3 separate regions of the Zea mays genome follow, and all the other regions are linked to region 1. A link is a contact called in public Hi-C data. All regions are on one chromosome and are shown on one strand. The core of a region is the stretch at or near the end of the contact, and the rest is flanking DNA. Distances in the headings are between cores, read along the strand shown.

What was found. A called contact is a pair of places that touch in the nucleus more often than the background predicts.
Region 2: a Hi-C map of endosperm shows a contact between it and region 1, with 4 times the contacts expected there. The contact joins the promoter of LOC100382162 here to the promoter of LOC100283948 in region 1. A contact is called at or near these places in 2 of 25 Hi-C or Micro-C datasets (endosperm and tassel).
Region 3: a Hi-C map of tassel shows a contact between it and region 1, with 2.8 times the contacts expected there. The contact joins the promoter of LOC100383499 here to the promoter of LOC100283948 in region 1. A contact is called at or near these places in 3 of 25 Hi-C or Micro-C datasets (bundle sheath, endosperm and tassel).

Annotation. Positions count from the first base shown.
Region 1 is chr7:131,177,697-131,180,938 of Zm-B73-REFERENCE-NAM-5.0, reverse strand. It overlaps LOC100283948, which reads right to left and starts at 1,742. Exons shown (of 2, transcript NM_001371965.1): 1 at 1,074-1,742. The coding sequence starts at 1,307.
Region 2 is chr7:130,883,866-130,887,107 of Zm-B73-REFERENCE-NAM-5.0, reverse strand. It overlaps LOC100382162, which reads left to right and starts at 1,480. Exons shown (of 1, transcript NM_001365473.1): 1 at 1,480-2,798. The coding sequence starts at 1,616. The coding sequence ends at 2,563.
Region 3 is chr7:130,904,153-130,907,394 of Zm-B73-REFERENCE-NAM-5.0, reverse strand. It overlaps LOC100383499 (Remorin family protein), which reads right to left and starts at 1,729. Exons shown (of 8, transcript NM_001176147.1): 1 at 1,455-1,729; 2 at 826-907; 3 at 591-704; 4 at 1-505. The coding sequence starts at 1,652.

The DNA.
Region 1 (3,242 bases), core at 493-2,992:
CTTTGTTCCCAAACAGGGCCTTAACTGTTCCATAGAATACCATGCTTCTGTCGCCACTACAATACCGTGGCGTGTCAACCGACCTGATTTGCTTTGCTTATTCAATTTCCCCGTGCACCTTGCTCTATACATATATAGTAGTTAGAGATGGCAGTTTAGGGGGTGTTTGGGAACAAAGTTTTTCTGCAGTATTGAAGCAATACTGTAGTATTGAGCAATACTGTGGTATTATATACTTTGAGGTGTTTGGAAACTCATCTGAAATCTCTGTATACTAAACTGTAGTATTGCAAATACTGCACTTGTTTTGCAGTTTTGGAAACTTTGGTCTCAGCCAAAGTTTTTCTCTGTAAAGAGAGTGCCAGCTTGGTCCCGCTCTGGCTGATTGGTCTCAACCAAAGTTTTTCCCAAACACCTTGATGTATTGAATACTGTTGTATTCGAAAACTGAAGCATTGTAAACTGTAGTAATGTCATGACTAAAGTATACTTTAGTATTTGAAAAACTGCAGTTTGAAAAAACTGTGTTCCCAAACAGGGCCTTAGATCAGGTAGAGAAAAAAAAAAACTCCTGTAATCACATCCGTGAAGTCGTCTATCTAAATCACGATCGTACCCACAGGTGTAATTTCAGACCCGCACCGGCACCCTAATCTTCAAGTGTTATCGCAGGTCATTCCTCTTCAGCTAGCTCTGAAACGACAAGCATGCTTTGCGTGGGAAAGGAATTAAAGGGTGGTAGAGATGTGTCATGACTGACGCACTCCTTCCTACGAACCGTGACACGCTCACACGCATATACTCCTTGGAAGACGGTACGGTAGCTGCCTGGAAGGCTCGCTCGTCGACCACATAACATAGCTTAATTTATCGAGCACAGACGAAAACAACAACATGCTTCAGAACTAACAGATCATAGAGCAGAGAACGATCATCTAGCTAGCTAGCTGATTAATTTAATACGGAAACCAAGTGTATGTGTTTTGCAATCACTAAACGACGACGACAGGTGATATATTGCATCGATCGTAGTAGAAGAGATGATGGCCGGAGCGGCGGCGTAGTGTACTCACGTAGGTGTTGAGCTGGCGGACGAAGGAGGAGAAGTTGCAGTGCTTGAAGTGGAGCGGGAGGAGGTCGCGCGCCAGCTCCACGGGCTTCCACACCACGAAGGAGCGGCCCTGCTCCGCCCACGAGATCACCTCGTCCGTGCCCCGCTCCTCCACCATCTGGTGCGTCTTGGTCAGGAACGGCGCCGGCCCGCCGCCCCTCTTCGACGCCGCCACGGCCGCGGCCGCTTCTCCCATCCCTCGCCGCCGGCTATGTATATAGCTCGATCGGCACGATTGGCTCTGCTTGCACGCGAACCTCACTCACCTTTGTATGTATGTATGTGTTGTATAGGCTACTAACTAGCTAGTAACTGATGACTTGTGTGTTGTTGTGTGTACGGCTGAGCTACCTAAGGGAATGAAAGAAAGAAGGTTGGTAGCTTGCTAGTAGGAGTCTGCGGCGGCGACGGCGGCCGAGAAGAGAAGGAGGGCGGTGAGGAACTCCCAGCCCCAGACGTAGAACCCGGTGACGACCGCCCTCCGCCCGCACCCGCCCGCCTCTACTCCCATGTAAGCGCCTGCGCCTGCGCCGCCGCTCGGCCGGCACGATCGGTCTGGTGCTTCCAGCTGCGTGTGGGCTCCCGGCCGGCTAGCTCTCCGCCCTGGCGTCGCGAGAGGCGCTCATCGCCTCGATCCGCCGATTTAAAGGGCGGGCTTTATCGGGGTCGGGGCCGGGGTAGCTGGACAGGACAGGAGGAGGACGGAAGTGAGGGGCTTCTCTTCACGCGCGATCGAGGGCGGCACAGGCGAGAGACCAGCGCGGTGGTTGCTTTCGGCGTTGGGCTTCTTGCTTTCTGAGTGTAGGTAGGAGTCTGTCTGGTACTGGCCACGCGCGGGTAGCGTGATGACCTCCGTCTGCTTCTTCGCGCGGGTACGTATGCTCAGCAGTCAGCTCGCCCACCCCTTTCAGCCGCTCTTCCTTGCAGCCGGCCCGCGGCCGGTCCAAATAAGAAGCTTCCACCGCTTTGTCGTCCAATATCCAGGAGCCGTGAGCCGAGCCGAGTCAAAGCGCCCGAAAATTCGTCGCTCGCCCAAGCGGGGCCCGCCGCTCCTGGCTGGCTGGCTGGCTCCCACGCACAGGAGGGAGGAGGGCCCGGCCCGTCTCGACCGCGCCAGGACGAACCGACTGTCCTTTGGATCCTCCTCGGCACCGGAATGCCTCGTCACCACCTGTGACGCTGGCGGGCGCCTGCCTCGCCGTCGCCGGGAGAGAAAGTAAACCACCCAAAGGCGCGTGGAAAATGCGCGCGCGAGCGCGGACTTGTGCTCGGAGCGCTCGTCGCACTCCACTGCGGTGCGGCACACCCCCGATTTGTCCACATCTCGCTTCCGCGGACCCCGAAGAAGCCGCGCCCGCCTGCGCGTGAGTGCTCTCACTGATGACTGATCCCTTCCCTTTCCCTACACGTACGCGCAACAGCCGCGCCAGCCAAACTTCGCTGCGGCAAATTTAAAACTCTTGGACTTTGAAAACGAAAAGTGAAAAAAAAAAGGAAACTAGCTACCGTGTGTGCAAGCCGTCGATATCGATGATGCTTGCAGTCAGATCGAATAATAAGCTGACGTACTAGCTACTTTGAATTATCGTAACTTATCACTAACTTCTAGTAGTTACTTTCATCAGCCGTTGATTTCATTTCTTCTCCGTGCCAAAACAAAAACAGATTCGAGGTAGGTGCGAACAAGATGGCTGGCTACCACGATCATTAAAGCTTGGACTTTTTCGTCGATCGGCACACGAAACGGCGCCGGGAAAGTGAAATCATCGGCCGGGCCGAGCTTGACACGCACACGCAGCCCCGGCCGGCGCGTCGACCATGCCGTCACACTGACGACGCGGATTGTACTACTGTATTTATACTAGGCGGACTTGATGTCTAATTTCATCTAGCTGTCTTTAACTACTAGTGCGCAATTAACTTTCTCTTAACTCAAATTACTTAGTAGTAATGGTCTTTGAACCCTCAACCCGTCTATATATATTGGAGGTTTATGTATAGACTTAGGGCTCGTCATCAGTCAAAAATAGCTCAGACTCTGTTTGAATGTTATGGTTTTACATAACTGTAGTACAAAGAGGTCTAGAATGGCGTTTCTAGAACTCTCCAACGACATATACTCCCTCCATCC
Region 2 (3,242 bases), core at 231-2,730, 290 kb after region 1:
CAGCCCCGACAGTTGTACTTCCACGGGGCTCAAACGCTCCTCCGACGGCCACGACATCACATGAACAGGGTGCCAAAACCTCTCCGACAGCCACGACGGCATGTACTTAGGGCTCTGTCTCCTCTCTACTAGACACGTTAGCACATTGCTACACCCCCCATTGTACACCTGGGCCCTCTCCTTACGTCTATAAAAGGAAGGCCCAGGGCTCCCGTACGAGAGGGTGGCCGCGCGGGAGAACGGGCTGGCGGACAGTCTCTCTCTCTCCCTCGCGAACGCTTGTAACCCCCTACTGCAAGCGCATCCGTCCTGGGCGCAGGACAACACGAAGGCCGCGGTTTCCCCTTGCTGTTTTCCCCCCTTTGTGTTCCGTCTCGCGCCGACCCATCTGGGCTGGGACACGCAGCGGCAATTTACTCGTCGGTCCAGGGACCCCATGGGGTCGAAACGCCGACAGGTTGGTTGCTAAAAGTGTCTTCGCCTCCCCTCATTCATTTCGCCTTCATTTTTGCAGGTCTATTTGCATCCGCTACAAATAGGGCTGGGCAAAAAAAATGTAACCCGATAACCGAACTCGAACCCGAATTACCCAGAATCCGATATTTATTTGGGAAATTTGGATACTAGCTATAAAAAACCGAAGTCATTTTGGTTAATTTGGGTACCCGAACTTCCCAAACCTCAACGGTTCAGCCCAGTACGGGCGGCACCGCGGCAGTGCCCCACGGCCCGTTAGCCTGTTTATGTATTATGTTTGTCTTTGCTGTTTTATCCAACTGAACCGCCGAAGCCAGCATCCACCCGACGCCCGTGAGTTTTTTATTGTTCTCGCTCATGATGTGTTTTACCCAATAGTATATATACGAATAAAGTTGCTGAGAAACAGATTTGTCATTTCTTATCAAGAAAGCATTCATGTAGAGAAACACTTTCTGTCGTTATATAGACTGCCATTATTATGAGGGAAAAACACATTCTTACAAGACAAATAATCATCGAAGGTTTTCTCCAGCACTTGCTCAATCGACGTATTATTTGGGCCAACTGCATGATTGGAAGAATTTTCGGGTACTTCGGGAATACCCGATATCCGAATCCGATTTTTCGGTACCCGATTTTTCGAGTTGTATGAAACCCGATGTGATTTCGGGTAACAATTCTTATAGCCCGAAATTTAAATAAATTTCATGCAAAGGAGATTTTCATCGCTAATCCGGGAGAACCGAATTGGCTCTTCTCACTGGGCAAGTCAAGCCTCGCCTGGCTAAGCAAGGCCAAGCAAAAGCTGGTCGCACATCTCATGGATCACGTGACCCACCTGGCCATCGGCATCGCCGAGCGACCGAATGACGGAGCACTGGACAGTCTGGACAGGACCTCCAATTGTTGGTAAAGTATGTGCTGCGCCTGCGCTGGCCAATTTCTTGGAGCCCAGCCGTGACGTGAGAAATGATTCCAACGACAAAGCTAGTCACATCATGAGAAAGAGTGAGGGTTCTCATCAAATACTCTACCGCCTGCAGGTGCAGAAGATTGGAACAAGGATAGCCTTTCTTCCTGTGCAGCCACTCCAGTGCACGCCGCCGCAGCTTGCTACACGTGCCGGGCAAGGGCAATGGATTCCAGCAGCAGAGTGATCGCCTTCGATTGCAGCTCCTTCAAACTCTACATGGACGGCCAAGTCGAGCGTGCGGCCCAACGCATGGAAACCGTGCCCGCCGGCTTCGACGCGGACACGGGCGTGGCATCCAAAGACGTCGTCATCGACGTCGCCACCGGCGCCACCGTGCGGCTCTACCTACCACCAGTCCAGGGAGCCACGACGAAGCTCCCAGTCGTCGTCTTCTTCCATGGCGGCTACTTCATCGTCGGCTCAGCCCGCGAGCCTATGTACCATCGCTATGTCAACTCGCTGGTCGCCAGAGCACGCGTCGTCGCTGTCTCCGCCGACTACCGCCTCGCGCCAGAGCACCCGCTCCCGGCAGCCTACGACGACTCCTGGGCCGCGCTCAAGTGGGCGGTCTCCGGCGCGGACCAGTGGCTGTCCGACCACGGCGACCTCGGCCGCGTCTTCCTGGTCGGCATCAGCGCCGGCGGTAACATTGCCCACAACATGGCCATCTCTGTGGGCGTGAGCGGCTTGCCGGCCGCTGAACCACCGCGCATAGAAGGCGTGATCCTGCTCCACCCTTCCTTTTCCGGCGAACAGAAGATGGATGTAGAAGAAGAGGAGTTCTGGCGATCTAACAATAGCAGGTGGGCGGTCATCTTCCCGGGCGCGACCGGCGGGGCGGACGATCCAAGGATTAACCCGATGGCGGACGGCGCGCCGAGCCTGGAGAAGCTAGTGGGTGAAAGGCTGCTCGTCTGCACGGCGTCTTTGGACCCGAGGGCGCCGAGGGGGCCCGGATACTGCGAGGCCGTACGGGCCAGCGGGTGGCGCGGGAAGGTGGAGTGGTTCGAGACGGAAGGTGAGGACCACGGTTTCTTCGTCCTCAACCCCGGCAGCCACAAGGCGGTTGAGGTCATGGATCGAGTGGTTGCTTTCCTTGCGGACCAGTGATGACCTCCTCAGGGCACAGCAAGGTCTAGCAGCTCGCCGCAAAACCGGACGTCCTAGCTACGGCGCAGCCGTTCTCAGGCGATTGTTTACTGTCTGTACTCCCAAGAGTGTCCTAGATGAGTTATTGGAATAAACACTACAGTCAATTCAAACCATTCAGAGATGTGGGATATGGATATTTGGTTATGTTGTGGTGCAATTATAAACATCAAGTCAATAACTTTGTTTACCTGTGAAAAGCATTAAACTGCTTATAAAATTTGTTAATTGGGCGCGGAGAATGAGCTTAGCTACCAAGCTATGACAATAAACATGGTATCATGGACATGAATCTACAGACAGCTGCAGAGAGCAAACAGATGGACATGAATCCACAGAGCAAACTTCTTATTTGGACCGCAATACCATCTCCAAAACAGATACTGTTGTTTGTATCGTGGTCCAAACAAATAAGTATGAAACTGAAGAGAGTATCAGATTGAAAGATGAAAAGTAGGAGGGAATAGAATCAACCGTTGGTTCTCAGGCACAAGTTTGAGTCACACTGCCCATATTGTTTCAAAGGACCAGTCAAGATGTATGTCGAAACTAACTTATCAAATGGTAACCATAACTCACTGAAATTAGCACAAGAAATTTGCACAACCATCAGCAGCGTACAAATCCACCTTGCATATGT
Region 3 (3,242 bases), core at 480-2,979, 270 kb after region 1:
ACAGATGAATACTGTCCACCAAGTCTTCCTGGAGGCCCCAGGGGGCCACTTTTAGACTTCGGTCGCCGAGCATGAGCAACCGTAGTTCTTCCAAGCGCGTCGCTGGAATTGGGACTGAAGATCCACCTCTCTGCATCCTCCCATTTCGAGGGCAATGTCCTCCCATTGCTGTAAGGAAATGCCATGCTGCTGCCTGGGTACCGCCTATTTCCTTTAGAAGGATGTGGAACTCTCTCAGAGCTCCACCCTTTATGGCACCCTAACACTGATGCACGGTGGCGCGGATAGTTCGGCGTCCCAGGACTATGAAACACGTCTGACCTGATGACTGATGCTCCAAGTCCTTTGTTCATCAACCCCACACCACCAATCACGAAACTTGGAGAAAACGTGGCTCCATGGAACCCAGGGCTACCGAGGTCAAGTGAGGCCGGCCGCTGTTTCGACCCCTTCCTACCATGCAAAAGAACAGCAGCATCCGTCCGGTACCGCTGTTTGTGGCATTCTGTCAAACAACATACATGCAAGCATACAAAATTAGGAACCCCGCACAACCCAATCTAATGCAAGACTCAAAATTAATACAGTACCTGGGGTGGCACGGAATGCCGGATTCTTGGCTGGTTCTTGTATCTGAGCCCACTCCTCTTCCTTCACCCCGTACAGCGCCTCTTCCGCTTCGTCGTCCTGCCGCTCGGTAAAGGCTGCAGAAGCTTAACAACACAAGCTCGTTTTAAAGGGTGGTCAGGTTGCTCTCAGACCGACGGAGACACTAGTAAGAATCCAAAGTGTGAGCTGGTTACAGCGTTGTGCAGTTGTGCTTACCACTGGAGGTGGAAGTGGCCAACCCATCTGTCTCCAGATCTGTGTCTGGGTCACCATCTGGGCGCACGAACCCGGCCAAAGGCTGCAGGCAACCATCATCATAGCCTCAGTGATTAAAAGTAGATCTCAGAGAAAGGAAGAAAGGTGAAGAGAATCCAATGGCGCTCATTTTCTCTTGTCTGAGGGGAAAAAAAGCAGCCTCCTTTTTGTTGCTATAAGGATCTAGGATGGTGATCATGATGTCTATAGCTCAAGTCAAGAAACTTTGGGACCCTCCTACTTTTGTCTACTTCGCTGATAACACATTCTTGCTGTACCATTCGCTCGCTGTGAAAGGGTTGCGGTCACCTGATCAGAGACGCTGAGACAGGCCATAGGTAACCTAGATCGGCATGGCGCCATGATGCTACTAGTGAAGAACTAAATCTTTTCCATCTGCGACCACGTCCAAGTGCTGAAAATTCAATCTTTTCACCCCAAAAGGTGAATGCCAGCTCAAAAATGTTTCCATTCCTCATAGCGTTCGATACCAAGCAAAAAGTAGATTCGTCCATGGGCCATCTAATTGAAAGCATCAGAAAGAGAGGGCAAGAAGCTCAGCAAAGAAGGACCAGGAGACCAGGACCAACCGAGTCGCAGCCGAAGGAATCGCAGCAGCTGCTCCCGCCGCCGCCCGTGGAGCTCGGCGAGTAGCCGTCGTCCACCTCCGCTCCCCACCTCCGCCGCCCCCGCCGCATTGGCTTTTCCGGCGCCGAAACCACCGCCTCTTCTTCCTCCACCACCACGCCGCGAAACGAAAGCCAGGAAGCCCCGCCGCCACCCCGCATTCTCCCGGAAATAAAACTGAAAATCTATTAGCCGCTGAACTCGCTCAATCGCCTTCGCCAGCGCATGATAAGCGGCGGGTGTGGCAGCGGGGGCAGCATGAGTTGTTGCCGTTTAATAGAGGTCGCTGTGGCGGACTGCGACGTGGAGGCAGGAACGGCATCTCGAGGAGGGTGACTGACACAAGGTGCGGTGAGCCGGTGAGGTGAGGTGAACTGAGCATCAAGAATGTCGCGTGATGATGCGCTCGACTGATAGCTTCCGGATTATTTTTTGTGATGGTTCGCCTGGACCTGGACCTGGAGCGGCGCGGCGCCCACGTCCGTGCCGGTGCCGTTGCTGGTGTGCAGTGGCCATGATGATTTGACCTGTTGCGTTGCTTCGGAGTTAGGACAAGTTTTATTTTTGTTTTGCGTGAACGGTGATCTTCCTATGGTACGTGTTTTGTCGGGAGAAAAAGAATTATGAGGCGCAGTTAAACTTACAGACCATTAAAACAGTGATAAACAATTTGGTGCAAACTATAACAGCACGAAAAAAAAACCTAGGAGAGGCCCTCCACCTTATAGGGTGTTTGAATACACTATAACTAATAATTATTTAGCTAAAAATTGTTAATAAAATTAGCTGGCTAACAAATAATTATCTAACTATTAACTAATTTACCAAAAATAGCTAATAGCTGAACTAAATATCTAATATACCTGGCCTCAGATAATTCAAATGACCACACCTTGGAGTCGAGGGTGTCCGAGGCCTGGGGGATAGGAGCTCCTACATTGACTAAGTATGGAGTGGAGGCATTCACAAGTTAAAGGAATATAGTTGGCTCCTTGCTATGGGCATTGATGCCCCAAGAGCACGATCTCATGTTCAAGTTCTACTTAGGATGGTCTCATGGTACTTCGGATAATTAAGGTTTTCATACACCACATTAAATGTGATGTATGGTCTGATAGATACACTCTTGCCAAGACTTAAGCAGTAAGTGTAGTCAAGATCATATTCAATATGTGCCATCAATCCTACAGCCACATGTTGGCACGCTAGTGTAACAGGAAAATATTATAAAGTACAAAATACTAAATTAATTACCAACTATGCCATAACAATGTGGACTTTATTACCATTAATTGACATAACATACCTGCCCCTGCGACAGATATGTTTGCCACTATAGGATGACATCTTCAATAATGTGGCATGACTTAAGGTATGGCTTTATGTATGACTCCACGACCAGGATAAGATTAGGATTGTTGGATTGTAGCTAACAGGGAACCATAGTCCAACCGATATGTAATCCTCTCCCTTCTCTTATACTATGAAAGAGAGGTGTAGAGCAACATAAACAAGGCTTGGAATAGAATTGATTCCAGACCTCAGGATCAGAAATCTTCTAAAGGCAGACATAAATGTGAACTAGGGACTCTTAGTTTAGAACTCTCATCAAAACCAAGCAAGGAAGATATAGGAGGTCATAACACTTTGATACTTGAACTTGTAATCTTCTTCAACTTTGTGTTCATCAATCTATCACACACAAGAGGATACAGTGTATTACGCACCATGTGGTCTGAATCTCTCTAAAC